6 separate regions of the Mus musculus genome follow, and regions 2, 3, 4, 5 and 6 are each linked to region 1. Evidence: chromatin contacts called from public HiChIP or PLAC-seq data. All regions are on one chromosome and are shown on one strand. Each heading gives the region's core, a stretch centred on a gene start, on an enhancer-like site or on the middle of the called end of the contact. The rest is flanking DNA. Distances are from core to core; before and after follow the strand shown.

Region 1 (3,523 bases), core at 532-3,031:
GCTTAGGTTTTAGAGTGGTTTACATGTAGAGATCATTTGAAAAGTTCTGCTTCCAGCATATTTAGGTATGCTGAGCTGTCTTGTGGCTACATATTAGTTTTAGGAATCAGCCCACAACTCTGAAGAGGCAAGTTTGGTAGGTAAAATAAGTTATGGAATCTCTCTTTAGATCTAAACTTATTTACTATTGATGATTAAGTGAATTTTTTTAATCAGACTTTGTGTGGCTGTGGGATAACACAGGCAGCATTTGGAAACAGGTGCAGTAAAAGTTGGCATTCAGCAGAGTGTGTGTGTGTGTGTGTGTGTGTGTGTGTGTGTGTGTTTAGACTTTTATGGTTTTGAATCTTCAACCTTTAAAAATGAACAGTAAATAATTGGAAACAAAGAATGGGGGAAATGATTTTTAAATTATATCTTGTAAACTTTATTTTGTTGATACATAATTTTTATATCTGTCTTGCTTATCAGGAAGTCCTACAAGCAAGCTCCCAGTGGCCTCTCAGGCTTCCCAAGGAACAGGGTCCCCTATTCCTAAGATTCATGGAAGTAGTTTTTTGACATCTACTGTGAAGGTAAACTGTCCCTGCTTTACTATATTGCGCAAGCTCAGCGGGGGTGCTACCCAAAGACAGCATTTGATCCTGAAGATTATTTCTTCTTCACTTTCTTCCTGATATAGGAGACAGTGCTCAGCACATCTCTCAAGTGCTTACCCAGTACTAGTTGAAAGCTCAGTACGGGAAGAGGCAGCCTTACTTACTTCATTAAAAATACTCCTTGAGAGGCTGGAGAAATGGCTCAGCTGTTCAGAGTGCCTGCTGCTCTTAAAGGTCCCGGAAGCTACATAGCAGCTCACGGCTACCTGTAACTCCAGCTTCAAAGGATCTAATGCCACTTCTAGCCTTTTTAGGCACTGCACACACATGTGCAGACTCACACAGACACATATACATTCTCTATAAAAATGTTTGCCTGGCAGCATGGTTTCTGATGGTACAAGGAGCAAACCTTGTCCCCTTTGCACACATCAGCCTTAGTTAATTAATTTAAAAGTAATTCTTGGGCTGGTGAGATGGCTCAGTGGGTAAGAGCACCTGACTGCTCTTTCGAAGGTCCAGAGTTCAAATCCCAGCAACCACATGGTGGCTCACAACCATCCGTAAGGAGATCTGACTCCCTCTTCTGGAGTGTCTGAAGACAGCTACAATGTACTTACATATAATAAATAAATAAATCTTTAAAAAAAAAAAAAAAAAAAAAAGTAATTCTTAACCTCTTCAAATAGAGAGTAGTTCAGAATATCACCTATCCATACAGCATCCGACTTCTTCACATACTCAAGACAGTCTGCTCAGTATTTGGCCAAAGCACTTCCCTGTTTGGCTCCTGTTTTCTCAAGATGGTTATCTTACTTGAAAGCCTTTCAGATGCAGACTGCTGTCTGAGTGGCCCTGAGATGCAAATCTGCTTTAGTGAGTACCCACCCCAGCAGTTAACATTCCTCTAACTTAGTTGACAGGGATCACAGATGGTTTTCTGATCAGAATGAGGTTTTCTTGGAGTAACTCCCTTGAAAGTCTTACCTCTACCATTTATTTTTTAGTATTTGTTGATGACATTTCATTTCGTAGGCAAGTAGTAGTCTTAACTTTAATTATTTTCCTTAAAGTTCAATTTTGGCACATTATCTCTGAGATCTGCTTTTGTCTTTTGAGGTGGAGACAAAGGTCAGTGGTTTTTATCTCACTCTGCTGTTGCTTTCCATTTTCTATTCCCACTTCCTTCCTTTGATGGTTTGCTTGTTTTGTGGTAAGCTTTCACTGTAGTCTAGGCTGGAGCTTGGGACCGTCCTGTCTCCCCCTCCTGAGATACAGGGTTACCTTGGCCTAGAGCATTGTTTTCTTATCCTTTTTATTCCTTTGGAAAATTTATTTTCCAAATGTGAAACTCATTTTACATTTATCTGTATTCCAGATACTGAGTGAATTTTTCAAGACAAGTTGAGAGTATAAAAGAAAAAAAACACACACTCTAAAACATCACCATTATTTGTTAGAATAACTTACTTAGTGCCTGTGCTTTAGGAATATAAAGCCAAATACAACCCCTGTCCTCTACCATCTGGCAAAAGATCAGACATACATAAAGAATCAAATATTAGGAATGGACATAAAGATCAGTTGGTGTTGTGTGAAAAGACTTCCTAGGGAGATGCAGTGCTCATATCTATTCACTCCAGATAGGGAACCAACAACAGATCAAAGTCCACTGTGGTAAACCAATGAGTTTTTTATTGAGGTTACTTACATGAGTATGGGTGAGGGGTTACTTACAGGGGCAGAAATGACTCAAAAACAGCTGCTTCACCAAGGCCCAGCCCAGGAAGGGTGCTGACTCACAGAAGCAAGGAAACCTGGAGTAGGTTAGAGTATCCTTTCCTAGTGACTATGTTAGTCAGGCAGCCTTGCTGGTTTTTCTCCTCCTTGCTGGTCTGATCTCAGGGCCTTTCCTGCAGCTTGCCTTGTCTTTCTTGCTTACTCTGAGAGGGGGGCCCTCGTGAATCTGCTCAGCTATTTTGAGACGTTTACCTTTGCCTTAAGGAACTTCCCTGGGAGATAGAGCATGTCAGTCTCCAAGAAACTGCTACACAACACTGGTAGAGTGCTTCTCCTACATGCACAGAGCTTTGGGTTCCGTCCCCAATGCCACATAAAAACAAGTGTGAGGTTGTAAGCATGTAATCCCAGCACTCGAGAAGTAGAGGCAGGAGCATCAGAAGTTCAAGGTTTTCTTTAGCTAGATAGTGAAACCAACCTGGTCTACCTGACACCCTGTCTTATAGGACTGTAACATCCATCAGGACACAGGTGAGTAGCCTTTTGCTGAGCTGATTTCCTGATTTTTCAGGCAGGGTTTCAGTGTTTAGTCCAGGCTAGACTTGAACTAACAGTCCTCCTTTGTCAGCCTCCTGTGCAGTGAGTTACTACTGGTGCTCAGATGGAATTGCATACCTCATTTTTTATTTGCTTTTAAAAAGGAAATTACAGTAAATGTATAGAAGCTTAGAAGATCTCTAGCATTGTGGGTTTTTGTTTTGTCGTGTGTGTGTGTGTGTTGCTGGCTGTGGTAGGTTTGTATTAAGTAGATAATATTACTGTATTAAGTGTACTAAGTGGCTAGAGTATCTGAAAGCATCCGTTTGGGCCTGTTATATAATATATAGTAATGTTTTTACATACAGCAGGAGGAGTCTTTATTCGCATCTATGCCACCTCTTTGCCCAATTGGTAGTCACCCTAAAGTGCAGAGCCCCAAAGCTGTGACTGGAGGACTTGGGGCTTTCACAAAGGTGAGTGTGTGTCATAGCCTTACCTGTGGCCTTCCCACTCTTTAATAGGCCTTAGCTCTGAGATGTGCTCCCACTTATTTAATGCTGTCCATGTCCTAGGACTCCAGGGACACGGGAGTTCAGAGGTCACGGCCTATTTTGTCTCTCTTTGCTGCCTTCCTACCCCGTCTC
Region 2 (3,523 bases), core at 301-2,800, 430 kb before region 1:
ATGATCTAATTTTACTCCCAGACCATCTCACAAGCTTCATGCAATCACTGGCAATGAAATCATACATTTCTCTATGGTACTGTGGATGAGGATCTGGATGGTCTAGGGAATCCTTCTAGATGAATGGGAGGACCTCCTTTGCCTGTCCCCTGGTGTGTGTGTCTGTGTCTGTGTCTGTGTGTGCGTGTGTGTGTGTGTGTGTGTGTGTGTGTGTGTGTGTGTAACATCATACATCATGGGCCTGTCATACATACATATATCTGTCTGGGCCCAGAGAGGTCATTCTGGGCCTCTTTGCCCTTCCTCATCTCTTAGCCTCAGGTTCTTTAACCATTACCCCTCCCACCCCAACTCTACAGCTCACTAATTTTTCTACTCTGGATTTTTAGTAGTAGTAGTAGTAGTAGTAGTAGTAGTAGTAGTAGTAGTAGCAGCAGCAGCAGCAGCAGCAGTATTATATGTATCCCTAGGCTAACCTGATACTCACTATGTGATCAAGGCTGCCTTTGAACTCATGAAAATCATTCTGAGTGCTGAGATTACAGGCATATGATACCATATGGGTTTACTTTTAAAATCATTAGTCCACATGTCTATTTGTATAGAGGTTGGAAAGGGGTGTGTGTGTGTGTGTGTGTGTGTGTGTGTGTATATTTTCTCATCAGTTCATATTTCCCATGTGCCTACCTATATAAACTGACACATGTAACTAGTTCCAAATGACCGAAAAGGAACAAAGTCCCACTTGAATATATGTATGTGAATACAAAATACACATGTGTTTTAGGGAGGACCATATAAAGGATTAGTCAGGATTTAAGAAGATAATTGGGGGGTGATTAACCCTGTAGGAACAATGAATGCTCCTCTTTATAGATCACTGTCAGACTCCATTAGGAGTCCCATTACATTAGTATTTCTGCTTGTGGTCTTCTGGACAGGTGAGTTAACAGCGAACCATGCCTTGTGTGAGTAACACATGAAAAGAATTTCAGGATTGGAAATACGCTGAAGGGCTTTTAAAATGCAGTTGCAAAATCTCCTAAAACTAGAGTTTGAAATAACAAGTGTGTTTTAAACTGATTCAGCAACTACTTTGAACTTACTGACTTTTACAATTACAAACCCATATTTGGACTTGACATTTTTGGATTTTTTTTCTTGTCCTGTTTTCAGTATGTATAACTACAAAACTGCTCAAAATAGGAGCTCTATTGAATGCTTCTATAAGGAAAAGTCTAGAACAGCATTTTTTTAAGCAAGCAATTAGCTACAAAAAAAAAAAAAAAAAAAGATTTATTTACTTGCTCCTTCAGCTGATGTCTACACTATCCTGATAATGTCTGGTTACAGGCCGAACAAGAACTTTCCTTTGGGCTCAGGTGCACATTTGGTCTTCTGAATCTATAGTTTAGTTATTAGCAAACAAGTGAGGCAATCGCTTCCTGGAGTCCTCACAGATAGCACTTTAGGGCGGGGCACGTCACCTTCACAGACCGGGGTAGGGGAGGGGCGGGGCTGAGCATTCCCGAGGAAGCCTGGAGTGGAGTGACCAAATAAGCAGCTGGAGGCTCCTGCGGCTGCGCCCCAGCCTGAGTGAGCCAAGACCCTTAATCAGGCCCGCCCCTCTCAGCCGGCTCTAGCCGGCTCCAGCGGGGTCTCTCTTGGAGCCCTGCCCTAGCTTCCTCGCTTACAACCGAAATTTAGTTTGCAACTTTTGTTCTTGAGACTTTTCCCCCAGGGCTTCTAGGAGGACAGCGGACCTCTGGGACATTTAAGGACTTGGGTTCCTCGGTGAGTTTTACAATGCTTGAAATTCCCTGGGTTGGAATGTAAATCAATGGGGAGGCTGAACACAGGGGAAGGGTCTGCTTTTAAAACGAACTGTTGCTGTGCAGTCATAAGGCGTGCAGTCTTCGCTTCAAATAAATGTGCGTTTCCTTTCTTTGTTACTTAGGCTCCCAGGAGCTCAAGTCCTAAGTGTCCTGACAGAAGACCGGCGGGCTCTTAGGGTTTGCTAGGAAACTACGAGACGATGGGAGAACCGCTGTCCACTCAAAACCTTCAGCTCGGAAATGACTAACTGAAACGTGGTTTGGATGAATGGGTCTCCAGTCTTAACCAACGCCGCTCCTGGATGAAAGGTCAGTCACTGCCCACCCAAAGTGCCCGCTGCATCCTACTGTGAGCCAAGGTCCCTCTGTCGGGGAGCGTGGCTTCGCAGTCTGCTTTAGACCGGGCACTCTCGAAGCCCCTGCAGAGTCTAAGTCTCTGGCTGGGCTAGCTTTGTGCCGGCTCTGAGGTTCTCCCCGAGGCTGCTAGCTGAGAGTCCCGGGACCCGCCCCACCTCTAGCTTCCCCTCCTCTAGCCCGGACCCGACCGGGAGGCGGGAAGGGGTGCAGAGGGTAGTCCACACGGGCGGCCCGGGGGCATCAGGGTGGAATGGTCAGGAAGACAGACGGCTCTTCGTTGCGAGCCGGGGCTTCCCGGTCCGGAGGTGCAGCGAAGAAGGGAGAGTTCCCTCGGCGAGCGCCTTTGTTCACTGCGGCCTGGTGGGCGCGAGCGCTGGGCGGCGACCACCCTAGGCCTAGCTGCCGCTTTTGTGCCGCAGGTACGATCCGACCCGCGGGGTCCAGAGCACCGGATTTACCCGGAATGCCAATGGGGAGAGGTGGCTGTGGTGTCGCGAAGCCAGGTCCAGCCTTGGCGCATCTTCAGTCTGGGTCCTGAGATTTATCAATGCTGGATTGAATTCGGGCTGACCGCCTAGGGTAGCTTGCACGTGAGGGAGCTGACCGGCTCTTTGGAATAGCTGCTAGCTGGAAAAGAAAAAAGAAAAGAAAACGGGAAAGCAGGCGGGTAGGAGAAATTGGGAAAAGATCTTTCTAATGAGAATCTCCTGTTTACTCCCATTTTCTTTAATATACTAGTAAAGTGATTGTTCAGATACCCGTAGATAAAAGTAACAGCTTTTGATTCACATTCTTTACAGCAGTAATGGTTTTCTTAGGTTATGGGTCATGTTACAGGGACACAGATGCCATCACAAGGTAGTCAGTGGTGGTAGAGCTAATTTTTAGGCTAACTTTCTGGTGAAAGTACATTCATTAAAATTAGATTTGCTCCTCTGTGCCTTTATTTTGGGAAACAGTCTGGTCCCCAGGGGCAGAGATGCCAGGAAGTGGTATATGAGAAAGTGAAACTGGCCCAGAAAAGTATGATTGAAGGTAGTGGTGCAGAAAATGACCCCACCCTTAACACTGAAAGGGTGATTTGTAAACAGTTGGTAAGTGTGGACTTCATCAAAAGGCAGCAGGGGATACAGGCTTGCAAGTCTGACTTTGGGTTCAATCTCTAGCACGAAGGAAAAGTTTGTCAAAAGAAATGTAGGGCATAGTGGTTTTGTTTTTGTTTTGTTGTGGTGGTTGTTGTCGTCGTTTTTGTTGTTGTTTGGATGAAAGATAAATTCAGTAACTAAAGGGTTTCCATCATATTCCTAAACCACTTTTCTTCTGTTGCGCTC
Region 3 (3,523 bases), core at 55-2,554, 430 kb after region 1:
CGGCGTGGTGCTGAAGCGGACAGCTCCGGAGCGCCTGGCAGCGGCGGTAGCAACACTGACCCCGTGGCGGCGTGGCCCTGCAGCCCCCGCCCGTAGGCACCTCGGCCCCGGGCGGGGGTGCGCCGGCAGCCGCATCGCCGGCCCGTGCTCCTGGCCGCTGCGGGGCTGGGCCCGGAGCCCGCCGCCAGAGCCGGCGCGTCTACACTCCGGACGGAGGCTTCTCCCCCATCCCCTTCAGCACGTCGTCTATCCGGTCATCCTCGATCACCACTGCGCAGGGAGAAAGCGCATCAGCCGCGCGGTCTCGGGGGGCGGCGGCGACAGTGGGGCCGGTGTCCTCAAGCCCCGCGCAGATCTACTCTACTGCCTGTGTTTCCGCGACACGGCTCAAAACCCTATGCCCTCCCTACCCGAACTCTCCCGCGGACCCTACCTGCTACCAAGCCTGGCACCCAAACCTCCCTATGTGGGAACACCCCTCTTCCGAAGACTCCCAATGCGAACCCTCCCGTCACCTGAGCCTTCCTCCATCTAAGCCGACCAGAAACCTCTGCCTTCGACACAACCCCCTCCTCGAACTGAGCTCAGATGAAACTGTCACCTGGTGTAACCCTTTCCTCTACCTGAATCCCTGTTTTGATAGTGCCTTCCTGAGTCCCCTCCCAATACAAACAATCAAGACGACCGAACCCCTGGCCTCGGTGCCCTCCAGTAACATCCACCTACTCATCTCAGCCCAAGGAATTGGCCCACCACCTTGTGTTCCCAGTGCCAAGCAGCCCCAAATACCCTAAGCGGCCCCTCCCCCTTGACCAGGAGCCGGGGCTCTTTTTCCAGAAGTGGAGAGCTTCGAATCCGGGACACAGTATTCCCGGGAGAGGGAAAGAATGGGACAACTCCACAGCAGGGACCCTCCCCACCCCGGGCGGGTACGCAGCTGGCTGCGCTGGTCTGCGGCAAGAGCAGCTGCCACTTGACGGGGAACGGCAGCCTGGGGACGCCAGGCGAAGGGTTTCTGGGTCAGGCGGCGACTCCGGGCCCGGGCCGCGTACCTCTCTTGGCTCGGCCGATCTGGCCCAGCTTGGGGGGCCGCTTGGCCTGGTTGCCAGCGAAGAAGGAGTTGGTGTCCTGCAGGCGGCAGCTGAAAGAGAGGTCGGAACCTTCGGGGTCTGCGCCGAAGCGGCCCATCTTGTCCTCACCGTAGGGTAGGATCTCGGACATGGCGGGCACCGGGCGGGCTAGGGACTGCGGCGGGGCACGGGCAGAGGCTAGCTGCCGGACCGGCCCTAGCTCAGCAGGGGAGCCGGCGGAAGGATGAAGTCATACAGCATCCGGGACTGCGGAGCCGAGCGGGGCCTCCTCCCCCGCGCCTCCGCCTCCCGGGCCGCTGGGCAGGCGGCGGCGGCAGCGGCGGGGACCGGGCGGGGGCGGGGCGGGGGCGGCGGCGGCGGCGAGAGCGGAATGACGATGAGCGCCCGACTGCGGCAGAGAACGGCGGGCGGGGCGCGGTGGAGGCGGGGCGGGAACCGGCCAGCGGAAAGAGGCGGGGCCCAGCGGTTCGAGGGAGTCCGGTGATCCCTGGAGTGGAACGCGCGGCCGTGGGAGGTTCCCGCGAGGTGGCCGGGAATGGCCGCCACGTGGGCCCGGGGGAACCGCAGCGGCCGGTGCAGGCGACAGCTAGGCGGGAGCGGCTAGCCGAGTGCTTAGGGGAGAAGGGGAGTGACGGCACCCGCGGTTAGGGGAGAGCAACAGAGAACTGAGCGCCAAAAGCTGGGGGCGCGGCGGGGCCCCAGAAGGCGACGGCCAGGCTGGCTGTGAACACAGCCCTGGGCTCTGAAACGCGACCGGGAAAGGGCCAACTACGCGTAGAGAGAGGGGAAGGAACCATCCGACTGGAGCGCGGGAAGAGCTCGGGCCTGGGGGTGGTGCCACCGTGCTTGGCGCGTTCCTGTATCCTGGTTGCGCGTAGGTCTCCATCAGTTGGCCAATTTGTATTCGACTGTCTGAGCATCTGTCAGTCTACCTCTGTGTATCTGATCTTGGTCTCTGTGTGCTAGTTTTGAATTTCTGTATCTGTCTGCATACCTGGTCCCTGTATGAGTACCACTGGGTCTGTCCCCCGAGACTGCGTTGCGGCCTTTCAGGGGAAGGATCTTAAACACTGCAACCGCAGCGCGCGCCAGAATAGACTCCCCACAAACCCTAGGACCGCTGTTGGCGCCAAAATCCAGACTCAAAGCGCCAGTCGCTCCACGCGGTTCCCTCAGCCTGGGAGGCTTGCTCTAGCTGGCAGTGTGGGAGAAATGAATGGCAGCGTCGCGGCGGGCGCCCTGGATGCGGATGACGCAGGGAAGCCCGGAGTGCCTGAGCAAGAGGCGCGCGCTAATAAGCATCAGCAGGGACAGGGTGTCCCCCGCCCTTGTTGCTGGGGCCTGGGGTAGAGTTCTCTCCCTCCCCTGAAAAGAACACGCACACTTCCTTTCACCTCTTGCGCCCCCCGCCCCCCCACAAACCCCGCCCCTGCCCTGCTAGCAGTCAGCTGCAGCGTCACCCGCTCTCTGGCGCGAGAGGGCTCTGGCGCAATCACTGGCCTTGGGAGGGAGGGTGTGTCTCACATTCACTCACAGTGACGGGCTGGTAAAGACAATAATGACGCTATTGCTTTTGCCCATGCTCCAAGCAAGACACCTTCCCTTTAGTCCCGCCAAATCACGCTAGTGAGATTGCTGGGTTGCTGATTTTTCTCCCTTCGGGTGTTTAATGCAAAGGTCTCTGCTGTCAGGACTCTGAACAGGGCCTGTGGGATAGGGAAGAGGAGTGATTGAGATTACCTCTGGGGTGTAGCCTAACAGGGGTTCCTTCTAACACTCCTGTACGCCATCTTTTTGGCTGGGAGGAATGGTCCCCAACTGAGCCCTGGGGTGAGAAAGACTGACCCTGACATCTGAAAGGAAGGACAGAATAACTCTGGGTGATCAGATTGTCCAAAACACCTCCTTCCCCTGGAAGTTGCACAGCTATGACTTTCAATCCAGAATCTGCCATTTTCTGAATGACCTTGAATTGAAGGCCCAATAATCGTGTTTTTAAAAATCATTTGTGTTGGTCCTGGTGGAGTTGGCCATTCATCTCTGTGATCAGTCAGGCTGATCTCTGTGAGTCTGAGGCCAGCTGCATCTACACAGTAAGTTCAGGGCTACATAATGAGACCTTGTCCAAAAACAAACAAAAATCATTGCTACTTATATAACTTTAGAAAAATAAAGCCACCAAAATCTTAGCAGTATACTCTTCATCTTCCCAATAAGTGTGTCATGTGATCTCTCTGAGCTGCGATTCTAGTTTAAACAGAGAAAATAGAAGCTATTCATTAAGGCCAGTTTTGTGGGTGAAACAGCCCTGAGCTAAGCTGCATTGTTTCAGAACTGAGCAGCCACTCACCTAAATCGATGAAGAAAGAACCCTGGGATTCTTGCCAAGAATGATAGCATGTGGGAACTGAAGCAAATCTCTCTCTAGCAAG
Region 4 (3,523 bases), core at 479-2,978, 330 kb before region 1:
TCCATTGGCTGCAGTTTGCATTTTGATTGAGAGCTCGGGATTCTTAACTCACCCATATTTTGTAATTAGGATGATTGCAAGAGTAATAAAAGTTAAAAGCAGCTAAAAGCCAGTATGGGCCTGCTGCCCCTTGTTTCAAACAGCAATTAAATTGGTTATTAAAGAATACTGATATTTGGCCTATCACATAGCAAACATTTTAGGCAAAATTGATAATCATTGTCCAAAAGATAAGTTGTTAGAATTTACTTCTATACATAATTTTGTATTTCATGTAAATTTATGTATGCATCCCATAAAGAATTCCTCTACTGTATTTATAAACAGCCCTTGTATGGGAAAGAAGTATATGTGATTGGATCACATGTTTATTCTTGTGAATTTCCCTCTACTTCAGCACAAATAATTGAACTACATGCTATACTCACTGTTTTTAAAGTGTTAAAATCAAGCTTTTAATTTGTATACTGATAGCCAATATATATATAGCTCAGGGCTTACAATTGCTGGAGATTGTTATGGTTTTTAGATACTGTGAATTCTCAAATTTTGCAATTGTTTATGCATATCCAACTCAAGTTAAGAGAAAGTACTGTTCCTTTAAAGGACTGTTCTTGGACATTTAAGAACTCATCCTGGACTGCCTGGACAGACCCCTTAAGGCAGTGCCCCAACAGATTTGTATCCCAGGCAGATTATAGTCCTTACACAAGAACAATTGGCCATATAATCTCATTCTTTACATCACCACAAGTAACGGCTTGAGATAATAATTTGGTATTTGTAGAGAATGTGCATGTCCAATTGTAAAGACTTGTTCTCGGTGTTCTCAGTATCTACCTGTACCACACAATGGTGTTAATTCTCGAGGACTTATACTTAATCAGTTATTGCAAATGGATACGCATATTTCTAACTTTAGAAAAATAAAATATGCACATGTGACTGTTGATACCTTTTCAGGCTTTCTAGTTGCAACTGCTTTAACAGGAGAAGCAACTAAAAATGTAATTGGACGTTACCTTCATTATTTTTCTATGCTTGGTGTTCCAAATCAGATTAAAACAGATAATGGAGCTGGCTATTGCAGTCAAGCATTTGAGATGTTTTGTCAACAATTTAATGTTAACCATGTTACTGGGATATGGAGATAGATAGATAGATAGATAGATAGATAGATAGATAGATAGATAGATAGATAGATAGATAGATAGATATAATTTCTCAAGGACAAGGTATTAGGGAACTTTAAAAGAATATTTTCTTTAAAAAAACAAAGGGGGGGGGAATTATACCCTCCAAGGTCACCAAAAGCACGTCTTGTCTTAGTCTTTTTTTTTTTTTTAATGTTTTGCAAACTGATGATAAAGGTCAGCCTGCAGCAGATTGCCATTGGCATCCAGTCACTTCCAGCTCATATGCCATGGTTAAATGGCGGGACCCCCTAACTAATACATGGAGTGGTTCTGACCTTGTTTTAATATGAAAAAGAGGTTCTGTTTGTGTTTTTTCACAAAAAGAAGACAGAGCATGATGGCTGCCTGAATGATTAATTGGTCAAGTGGACACAGATCCTGAGTCTTCTAGTAAGTATGATTCCAATTATGAAGCAAGCTAAAAATCTTAATCAGCCAGTTCAGTTAATTTGGACCATAACCTCCACTATACCTGAGAAGTAACAGTTTTTTTCTGTTGATTCTCAAAGCCACATCCCCCACACTGGGAGGCCAGGCCTTGTGTTTGAACGTTGCTAATTTACAACTGAATTGAGTGCTTGGTACAACCCCATAGACAACCTTAATCCTGTTGCTTTTAACTTTTGACTTTGTATTTCAAGCAGATCGGTTACCTCCATACAGGCTTGCCTTCAGCAAAGCTCGGTTATGACAGTTATTCATCGGTATGAAGAAATGCATTGAGTACGTATTCTGACTTTGGTCTGAATGGGAAAAAGATGTGCTATGAGGGCTGGCAGTCAAAGATGGGCAACTGATGATTCTATGACTCTTATCAACCTAAAACAGAGGCATGTGCCAAGAGGCTATGTTTGTTTATAATAAATACTAAAAGGCCGTGTTTGTGCAAATAAACACAAGCAAGCAAGCTGTGCATGGCCTCTGGGATGGGTAAGAAAGAGTCTAGGCTCAGTCCTAAGCCAGGCAAGGCCACCAGCCACCATAATTCCCAGGCAGGATCATGAAGCATAAGTAAATCTTATATCCCAGTCTAGCTAATTTTTAATAAATAAAAAGGAATGAAGTGTGCCCTCCCCCCAGCCTTGAGCAGGCTGAATCAGACCTTGTTTTGCCACAGTCTGCTAGCCCACCTAGGGTGGAGTCTTCTAACCTAGGTGCAGTCTATTGTCCTGCCACATCTGTAGCTTCCTGCAAGAAACCACTACCTGCTGAGCAGCTGAGTTTGTTTTCCTGATGAGATCCTGGCAAAGTAGAGGATGAGTTTCTTCCCTTTAAAAATTCAGACTTGAGTTAAAGTTGAGCCTTGATCAAAGAACTTTGTCTTGGCTCATTATTTCTCACTGTCCTTCCCATCCATCCCCAGCTTTCCTTTCAGGAACCCAGGAACTCATGGCCACTGGTGGCTACATTTATGCATTGTCTTAAACGTTAAAACATCTTGAGTGGGTGCTTCAGTCCTACTTAGAAGGGGGAAGAAAACAATCAAGGGAAGTAGAGGGTTGGGAGGACTTGGGAGGAAGATAAGAGGGGATCAGAATCAGGTACAGGAGGAGATGAAAGAGATGTACAAAGGGTCAGGAAATTGAACAGAGGTGTGTAGCAATGGGGGTTGGGGGAAACAACTGGGGTAGCAACCAGAAAGTTCCAGATACCAGGAAAGCAAGAGCCTCCCAGGACCCCACATTACCTGAAATACCCCACAAAGGGGAGGGAAAACCTGTCAAGACCATATCCAGTTAGACATGGCCCCCCAAGTTGAGGGATGGAGCCACCCACCCATTTTAACCCAGAATTGCTCCTGTCTAAAGGAAATACAGGGACAAAGAGTGGAGTAGAGACTGAAGGAAAAACCATCCAAAGACTGCCCCACCTGGGCATCCATCCCACATGCAGACACCAAACCCAGACACTATTGCTGATGCCAAAAAGTGCTTGCTGAAAGGACCCTGATACAGCTGTCCCCTGAGAGGCTCTGCCAGATCCTGACCAATACAGTTGTGGAGGCTCTCAGCCAACCATCGGACTGAGCACAGGGACCCCAGTGGAGGAGTAAGGGGAAGGACTGAAGGGGCTGAAGGAGCCTTATCTAGCATCAATGGGAGGGGAGGCCTTTGGTCCTGTGAAGGCTTAATGCCCCAGTGTAGAGGAATGCTAGGGCAATGAGGCAGGAGTGGGTGGGTGGAGAAGCACCCTCATAGAAGCAGGGTAATGGGGGATGGAAGGGAGTTTGCAGAGGGAAAACCTGGAAAGGTTTTGAAATGTAAATAAATAAATAAAATATTCAACTTAAAACACACACACACACACACACACACACACACACACAC
Region 5 (3,523 bases), core at 301-2,800, 280 kb after region 1:
TAATTCATATTGCATTTTCATATTTTGCATAGCTAAAAAAAAAAGAAAAAAGAAATTTTATCTTTTCAAGCTCATGTTTTTATAGTTCTTTTCCACTGCCTTAAGGGCTGTCCTGAAGGTCCCCGCATTTACCATTTTGCTGAGACTTTAGCCACACATTGGCCTCCCAGACTCGTGCTGTCCCTGATCATCTCAGAGTCGTTAATGTTAACAGGGAGGTCATTTCTTGAAGGAGGAACATAAAAATATGTACATTATTATACAAACAAACCTTACACCAAGCGCAGCCATCAACACTCATGGAGGGAGGCCCATGCCCAGTTGGCCCTGTTCCAGGGACAGGAACCTTGTCATTCCATGCCTAGCAAGGCCAAGGCAGTCTCTCTTTCCCTTGGTCTTTTATCTATTCAATGACAGTCACAGATTAGAAAAACTGGCACCAGCTCACAAACAGCTGAGGCAGTAGAATATAAAGTCGATAGCAAGAGCAGGGCGTGGTGGCGCACGCCTTCAATCCCAGCAGTCGGGAGGCAGAGGCAGGTGGATTTCTGAGTTCGAGGCCAGCCTGGTCTATAGAGTGAGTTCCAGGACAACCAGGACTACACAGAGAAACCCTGTCTCGAAAAAAATCTAAAAAAAAAGAAAAAAAATTTGATAGCAAGATTGGGCTACATAGCGAAACTCCATCTCAATAACTAAATAAATAAACACATGGATGGATAAATAAATAAAAATACCCACATGCCTTCAAGTGTTACTAATCGCAGAGAGCAGAGAATCCATCTGCAATAAAAGGAGCAGATACATGACTTCCGCGAGGGATTATCTGTTACCCTGAGAGATCAGACTAACTCCATCTTGGTTTCAGGCTCCATCTTAGAGAACCTGACCTAAGACTGAACTCGAGTTAACCACCAAGCCTGAAGCTAGCACTAGTTTCCAAGTCACTCCTTAGCAACCACCAATCAGGAAGAGAGCAAAAGTTAAGTTTATGGTTTGCCTCCCAGCACCAGCCAATCTTTTTAAAGGGCAGCAAATTCCATAATAGCCCCCCAGTCAGATGTGCACCAAGCTTCCCCGTTTGCTTGCCTCGAAAAAAGCTTGCTTGAAACTGGGGCCAGGACTTTGCCCTCCCGTTCTGCTTCTTCAGTAATGGCGATCCGAAGCTCCAGCTTGATTAAAGACAGTAGTGTGATTGCATCAGAACTGGCTCCTTGGTTGTCTTTTGGGGTTCGAGAATGCTTCCTAAATGGACACAACACCCTAGTTGATAACAAGCCTTAAGCATTGTGGAAGAGATGGGTATGTAAAGAATGGACCAGAGAAAGAGACCACAGAGAAACGGCATCAGGGCAAAGACCCTGTTCAAGCAATAAGTAGAAGGCTTTCTTTCAGTCCTTACTTTGTGTTGGTTACACACTCAGGCTCTCACCTGTGTTTGGTTTCAGACCCCAGGACAAAGACTTGAGGTGCATAGTTCACATACCAAAGCAGACCTGGCCTGCAGGTTCTCCCAGCATCCCTTAGGCCCTACCTGGCATACCCTGCCCCCAACCCTGAACTTCCAGCCTAGGGGCTGAACTGCCCTTCCCCCAGAGGCTCTTCCCTATATACTATATAATCCAGACACTTTGTCTCTTCTTCTTCCTCCTCTTCCTCCTCCCCCTCATCCTCTTTTCCTTCTCTCTGTCTGTGGGAGCTCTTTCTCTCTTTCTCTCCCCCCTCTCTTCTTCTCCCTCCTCATGACAATAAATCTGGCTTTCTTTATGTATTTTAATCTGGCTTGAGTTGGCTCATTTCACTGGTGGAGAAATAACTTACCACACCTGTCCTATATTTACAAAATCACTTTGGTTCAGGGTGGGTTTTGTAGAAATTAATTTTCCTGCAGGGTAGGAAGGCATGGGGGTGGGGGTGGAATTGCTGCCATTTCTTTTTCAGGAAACATTTACCTCCTATCCTGTCCTTTCTACAATACCCCAGAAGGATACTGAGGCTAATGAGAAAGACAGTGCAGGATCTATCTAGAACTGCTTGATAAATTAGTGAATTCTAGTGACCGTGAAAGGGTGTGCTGAGTCTTTTAACACTAAATATCCTGAAGGGATTTTTTTTTCCCTAGTATGAGGAATTAAGTCTGGGACCTTGAGTATAAGGGTCCAAAATTGATGAAAGAAGACTCCAGACTCAGAATGCAAAAAGAAAGACATTTAGGCCGGGCGTGGTGGTGCATGCCTTTAATCCCAGCACTTGGGAGGCAGAGGCAGGTGGATTTCTGAGTTCGAGGCCAGCCTGGTCTACAGAGTGAGTTCCAGGACAGCCAGGGCTACACAGAGAAACCCTGTCTCAAAAAAACCAAAAAAAAAAAAAAAAAAAAAAAGAAAGAAAGACGTTTAATCTGTAGAAACAACCAGTATGTTGTGGGAGTCAACCATTTTTTGAAATGGGGACCCCAGACAAAGGCGTGAAGACCTTCTTGTAGGGAACTGGGGGAACTCTCTAGAAGGACTGGGTAATCTAAAACTTCACTGGTGGGTGCTAGGGAGTCATAGGGGGTCAGTGGCCCGCATTCCTATGTCATGAATGTTTAACCATAGGATGAGATAAGGCTGCCCAGCACAGTTGGCCCATTCTGAGATAAGATAGTTTCCCATTTTGTGATTATCCCCGGGCTGTTATTTGGGAGGGGGCTTTGTGATTTTGTTCTGAATTTTATGGTCTATCTCTGGAGCTGGTCTTTTATGGCCTAGTTTCTGGGACTTACGGTCTGTTCCTGGAGCTGGTGCCTTACGGCCATTTTTTTCTAAATCAGGCCTGGTCCTTAAATGGAGACAAATGGGGCTCTTGTTGTCCTTTCATGAGGCTTATGTTGTCCTTTCATGAGCATGTAAATGAACACTCCAGCACTGAGCTCTGGCTTGTTCAGCCCAGACAGGATCTGAGCTGCCACCTTCCAGTCTTTGCCTTCCAAGTACCTGACATTATTTGCTTGCCTTACAGGCCTGTTCAGGAATCTCTTTATCAGAGTGTGGAGGTTTAGCTCCTGACGTCAGGTCTGGGAATGGATCCAGGGCAGATCCAACTCTCCCCCTTTCAACTTGTTCATAACTTTAAACTTGAACACTTAGATGAGACTTAAGTGCTGTTCAGACCAAATTTCTACCCAAAGTATAACTCTTTCTGGGACAAAGAAAAACCCTCTAGAAATGGAGGCCACAAACCTCCTGGGGAAGCTTAACAAGGTGGAAATTGCACCCCCCCCACACACACACACACACTAGGCAGACAGCTCTCTAGCTCGCTTTCTCTCTCTCTCTCTCTCTCTCACACACACACACACACACACACACACACACACATACACGGCAGATAGCCCCCCATACACACACACACTAGGCAAACAGCCCTTCCCCACTAGGCAGACAGCTCTCTAGCTTGCTCTCTCTCTCTCTCTCACACATACACGGAAGATAGCCCCCCCACACACACACACACTAGGCAAACAGCCCTTCCCCACTAGGCA
Region 6 (3,523 bases), core at 451-2,950, 260 kb after region 1:
TTTTTAAGTATGAGAGAGAGAGAGAGAGAGAGAGAGAGAGAGAGAGAGAGAGAGAGAGAGAGAATGAATCCTCAGTCCAAAAGCTTAGGGTGCTTGGTGTAAACACATTTATTCTCTGAGTAAGGTTTCATCCCATGTGCTTGGTATTATCTCTATTCGAGTATCATACCAGTTAGTAAATTTAGCTTCAATAATTGTTGGAGGACAAACAACAAAGAATTTTTGTTTAGGTTAGAGTGTGCTCAGCTCTCAGTGAATAAGGTTAGGATTGGGAGAACAATAGGGTGGATAAGGATAAGGGCTAAGTACTCTATCAATGTTTATAAGAAAAAGATTGAAGTGGTTAAAGTAACTAGAAGTCTGGATACTTTAGGATCCACGGATGTTAGAAATTATTAGAGCTATGGGATATTATAGTTAAATGAAGAAGGGATAAGAATTTGAGAAAAAGGAAGAGATGAATAAGAAAGGAGAAGATAAAATGAGGCTGAACACTTAAGATACCTTCTGACTCACAGAGGATGTGGTATAGGGTCCTGATGGGTCAGACACAGATGAGACCCCAATGCCGAGAGAATGGACACAAACCTCATTCCTAACCCAGAAGCTAACTGTTCACAAAGGAAAAATTAGTTTTCTCTAATGGAGTCCCATTAGGTACACAAACTGCACTTAAGGGAAGTCCCAGCAGCAGATGGCCAACATAAAACAAACTTATTGGTATTTTTGGAGGTTCCTGGTCTCATAATGCTTTGTCTAGACTTCCTTACATGTCTTTTTCATATATATGATGGTTTCCAGTGTTGTGTTTTATAGGAGTTCTGTGAGTGTGAACATGTGTGTCTTTGTGTCTAAATGTGTTTCTTGTGTTTTTTCTTTGGCTCTTTTTCTTCTGTTTGTTTTTGCCCTATTCTGGTTTGTTTGTCAAGAGCCATCATAGGAGAAGCTAATAACTAACAGGTGATTTTCCTGAGATGAGTCCAACTTGGATTAGAATCCACAACAGATTTGCTCTGATAGGCAAGGCTCATGAGAAATTCATTTTAGGAAGGACTCCTGCTACTAATATGCTTCTCCTATTATTATTAAATATATAACTATCACTAAGTATTAGCCCACCCCTTTGAGCAGATCTTTACAGAACAATGAAGATATCTTGTAGTGGTGCTATATAGACAAATAGATAATAATTCTATAGAATTCCTGATTTGATTCAAATAATTTTAGGAAGGAAGTTTTTAGAGATGGACTTAGTTGCTAGAAAGATATAATAAAGTTAGAATCTAGAATAGAATGTGCCCACTCATCAGAATAGTAAGTAAAGGCTGCATAATAAGAAATACAATGAACTTTCATAATCACACTAAAAAGAGAAATAGTCTTTGGACAATTTTGTGTTCAAGGAAAAAACTTTTAGACCTAAGGATAAAGGTCACAAGTGTGCACTATGATAACGCACGGCCATGTAAAAACAGTTGCTTTGAACTTATAATGAGCATTGAACTTAATATCAACGTTCTTCTGTAACTCCCATTCTATGTAACATTTTATTGATGCCATAAATATTAAAAAAAAACAACCCGGCACGTACCCACACTTGTGCCTCTGCCCCAGAGGCACTGGCAGGCAATGGCCAGCCTGTTTTTATCTCATGGAGACTCTCTGGCCCGGAGCTCCGGAAAGGTCTCCACTCAACTTGCTAGGTACCCACTGACAGGTCACTACCACACCTCCCCCATGGCCTTTGTGGTGTACCTTAGGCAAACCCATGCTTTGCCATCCTACCTTTCTCTTTTGAACCCAAACAAGCCACCACATGAAGGAAAACGCAACACAAACTTAGTTCAGAAACGACGGTAACTCAATCTCTGGGCGCAACAACTAAATCCTAATCTTGTAAATCTTATTAAAATCTGATTCCTCCAGTGGCAAATCCTTGTGGATCAGCCATGATTCTGGGAAACTCTAGCAGCTACAACTTAGTCTCATGCCTTCCCCATTCCAAAAAGGCCTAACTTTCTCCTGCTTCCTCCTGCTAACCCAGAAGTCCCTCCTACTCGCCCAGTAATTGGCTCCTTTATTCATTAGGGGATTGGTTCACAAGAAGCCATCTGTGTACATGTGACTCACTCCTTGTCCAAAACCCCTCCCAGGAGAGTGGAATTAGCATACAAACAGCACCAGGCCCACCCACAACATTTTATCTCTGAGTTAATTATCTAAAGAAATATTTGTCTAAGAAGATTTAAGAAGGGCTGGTGAGATGGCTCAGCCGGTAAGAGCACCCAATTGCTCTTCTGAAGGAGTTTTTTTTTTTTTTTTTGTTTTGTTTTTTTGTTTTTTTGTTTTTTTTCAAGACAGGGTTTCTCTGTATTGCCCTGGCTGTCCTGGAACTCACTTTGTAGACCAGGCTGGCCTCGAACTCAGAACTCAAGAGATCCACCTGCCTCTGCCTCCCGAGTGCTGGGATTAAAGGCGTGCTGAAGGAGTTTAAATCCCAGCAACCACATGGTGGTTCACAACTATCCATAAGGAGATCTGATGCCCTCTTCTGGAGTGTCTGAAGACAGCTACAGTGTGCTTACATATAATAATATATATATATGTAATAGTACTATATAATATAATTATATATAGTTGTTATTATATATACATATAAAAATAAATTTTATATGTGTATATATGTATTATAATTATACATATATATGTATATACACATATATACATGTATGTATATGTATATACATATGTATATATGTGTGTATATATGTATTATAAATTTTATATATGTATATATGTGTGTGTGTATATATATATAAATAAATACATTTTATATGTGTGTATATACATATACATACACATATATATGTATTATACATTTTATATATGTATATATATATATGTGTGTGTGTATATATATATATACATATAAAAATAAATCTAAAAAAAAAGCCGGACGTGGTGGCGCACACCTTTAATCCCTGCACTCGGGAGGAAGAGGCAGATGGACTTCTGAGTTCCAGCACAGCCAGGGCTATACAGAGATACAGAGAAACCCTGTCTTGAAAAACTAAAAAAAAAAAAAAGTATAAGAAGACCACTGAAAAAAAATAAAGTGGTTGGTGGTTGGTTGAATGGTTTGGCTTAGAGAGGTTTGCCCCATTCATTCATCCATTCAAATGTATATATTTGTTTATATGTTTGTGTGTAACCATATGTGTATGTATGTAAGCATGCAGGCCCGGACACATATAGTGTTATATGTGTATGTAAGCATGCGTGAATACTTGTGACAGACTGTCAGGCCCGGACAGTGTGGGTATATGAATATTTGAATGTATATGTGTCTATACATATTTGCCTGTTGTATTAGGGTTCTCTAGAGTCACAGAACTTAAGGGTAGTCTCTATATAGTAAAGGAATTTGTTGATGACTTACAGTCTGAAGTCCAACTCCCAACAATGGTCAGCAGCAGCTGTGAATGAAAGTCCAAGGATCTAGCAGTTGCTCAGTCCCACACAG

What was found. HiChIP or PLAC-seq counts read pairs in DNA pulled down with a chosen protein or histone mark.
Region 2: a contact with region 1 is called in an H3K27ac HiChIP or PLAC-seq map of embryonic stem cells, with 3 times the contacts expected there. The contact joins the promoter of B3gnt5 here to the enhancer-like site in region 1. A contact is called at or near these places in 4 of 39 promoter capture datasets (the 3T3-L1 cell line, cranial neural crest, pre-B cells and 1 more), 9 of 115 datasets of contacts at active chromatin or transcription factors (the 230-238 cell line, embryonic limb bud, embryonic stem cells and 2 more) and 2 of 9 other capture datasets (adipose tissue and embryonic stem cells).
Region 3: an H3K4me3 HiChIP or PLAC-seq map of embryonic stem cells shows a contact between it and region 1, with 3 times the contacts expected there. The contact joins the promoter of Camk2n2 here to the enhancer-like site in region 1. A contact is called at or near these places in 5 of 39 promoter capture datasets (3T3-L1-derived adipocytes, the C10 cell line, the SN4741 cell line and 2 more), 3 of 484 Hi-C or Micro-C datasets (the HPC-7 cell line and embryonic stem cells), 4 of 115 datasets of contacts at active chromatin or transcription factors (the SCID.adh cell line, T-cell acute lymphoblastic leukemia and embryonic stem cells) and 2 of 9 other capture datasets (adipose tissue and liver).
Region 4: an H3K27ac HiChIP or PLAC-seq map of embryonic stem cells shows a contact between it and region 1, with 5 read pairs. The contact joins two enhancer-like sites. A contact is called at or near these places in 5 of 39 promoter capture datasets (the C10 cell line, liver, pre-B cells and 1 more), 1 of 15 datasets of contacts at CTCF or cohesin (large pre-B cells), 1 of 484 Hi-C or Micro-C datasets (cardiomyocytes), 3 of 115 datasets of contacts at active chromatin or transcription factors (bone marrow-derived dendritic cells and embryonic stem cells) and 1 of 9 other capture datasets (pancreatic islet).
Region 5: a contact with region 1 is called in an H3K27ac HiChIP or PLAC-seq map of embryonic stem cells, with 26 read pairs. The contact joins two enhancer-like sites. A contact is called at or near these places in 2 of 15 datasets of contacts at CTCF or cohesin (CD8 T cells and pro-B cells), 24 of 484 Hi-C or Micro-C datasets (the Ba/F3 cell line, DN3 thymocytes, ECoMG myeloid progenitors and 12 more), 11 of 115 datasets of contacts at active chromatin or transcription factors (bone marrow-derived dendritic cells, a colorectal cancer cell line, embryonic stem cells and 1 more) and 3 of 9 other capture datasets (adipose tissue, liver and pancreatic islet).
Region 6: an H3K27ac HiChIP or PLAC-seq map of embryonic stem cells shows a contact between it and region 1, with 9 read pairs. The contact joins two enhancer-like sites. A contact is called at or near these places in 4 of 115 datasets of contacts at active chromatin or transcription factors (embryonic stem cells and pancreatic cancer cells) and 2 of 9 other capture datasets (adipose tissue and liver).

What each region holds. Positions count from the first base shown.
Region 1 is chr16:20,189,915-20,193,437 of GRCm38.p6, forward strand. Yeats2 (YEATS domain containing 2) reads left to right here. Exons shown (of 31, transcript NM_001145930.1): 13 at 472-575; 14 at 3,245-3,352. Among named protein-coding and RNA genes, the nearest start is that of Gm41431, 45 kb to the right of the region's middle. Within about 2 kb of position 1,782, at least 52 of the 459 cell types and tissues checked have an H3K27ac peak or open chromatin away from gene starts, as enhancers often do. A contact at or near this core is called in the HPC-7 cell line and embryonic stem cells, where this site is marked.
Region 2 is chr16:19,758,684-19,762,206 of GRCm38.p6, forward strand. B3gnt5 (UDP-GlcNAc:betaGal beta-1,3-N-acetylglucosaminyltransferase 5) reads left to right here and starts at 1,551. Exons shown (of 4, transcript NM_054052.3): 1 at 1,551-1,794; 2 at 1,958-2,144.
Region 3 is chr16:20,619,974-20,623,496 of GRCm38.p6, forward strand. Camk2n2 (calcium/calmodulin-dependent protein kinase II inhibitor 2) reads right to left here and starts at 1,305. Exons shown (of 2, transcript NM_028420.2): 1 at 1,053-1,305; 2 at 1-270. The coding sequence starts at 1,221. The coding sequence ends at 200. The region is part of intron 2 of Eef1akmt4-ece2 (Eef1akmt4-Ece2 readthrough); the gene reads left to right.
Region 4 is chr16:19,863,738-19,867,260 of GRCm38.p6, forward strand. No RefSeq gene overlaps it. Among named protein-coding and RNA genes, the nearest start is that of A930003A15Rik, 19 kb to the right of the region's middle. Within about 2 kb of position 1,729, at least 3 of the 459 cell types and tissues checked have an H3K27ac peak or open chromatin away from gene starts, as enhancers often do. A contact at or near this core is called in embryonic stem cells, where this site is marked.
Region 5 is chr16:20,474,066-20,477,588 of GRCm38.p6, forward strand. No RefSeq gene overlaps it. Among named protein-coding and RNA genes, the nearest start is that of Gm41432, 18 kb to the left of the region's middle. Within about 2 kb of position 1,551, at least 24 of the 459 cell types and tissues checked have an H3K27ac peak or open chromatin away from gene starts, as enhancers often do. A contact at or near this core is called in embryonic stem cells, where this site is marked.
Region 6 is chr16:20,452,366-20,455,888 of GRCm38.p6, forward strand. No RefSeq gene overlaps it. Among named protein-coding and RNA genes, the nearest start is that of Gm41432, 3.4 kb to the right of the region's middle. Within about 2 kb of position 1,701, at least 18 of the 459 cell types and tissues checked have an H3K27ac peak or open chromatin away from gene starts, as enhancers often do. A contact at or near this core is called in embryonic stem cells, where this site is marked.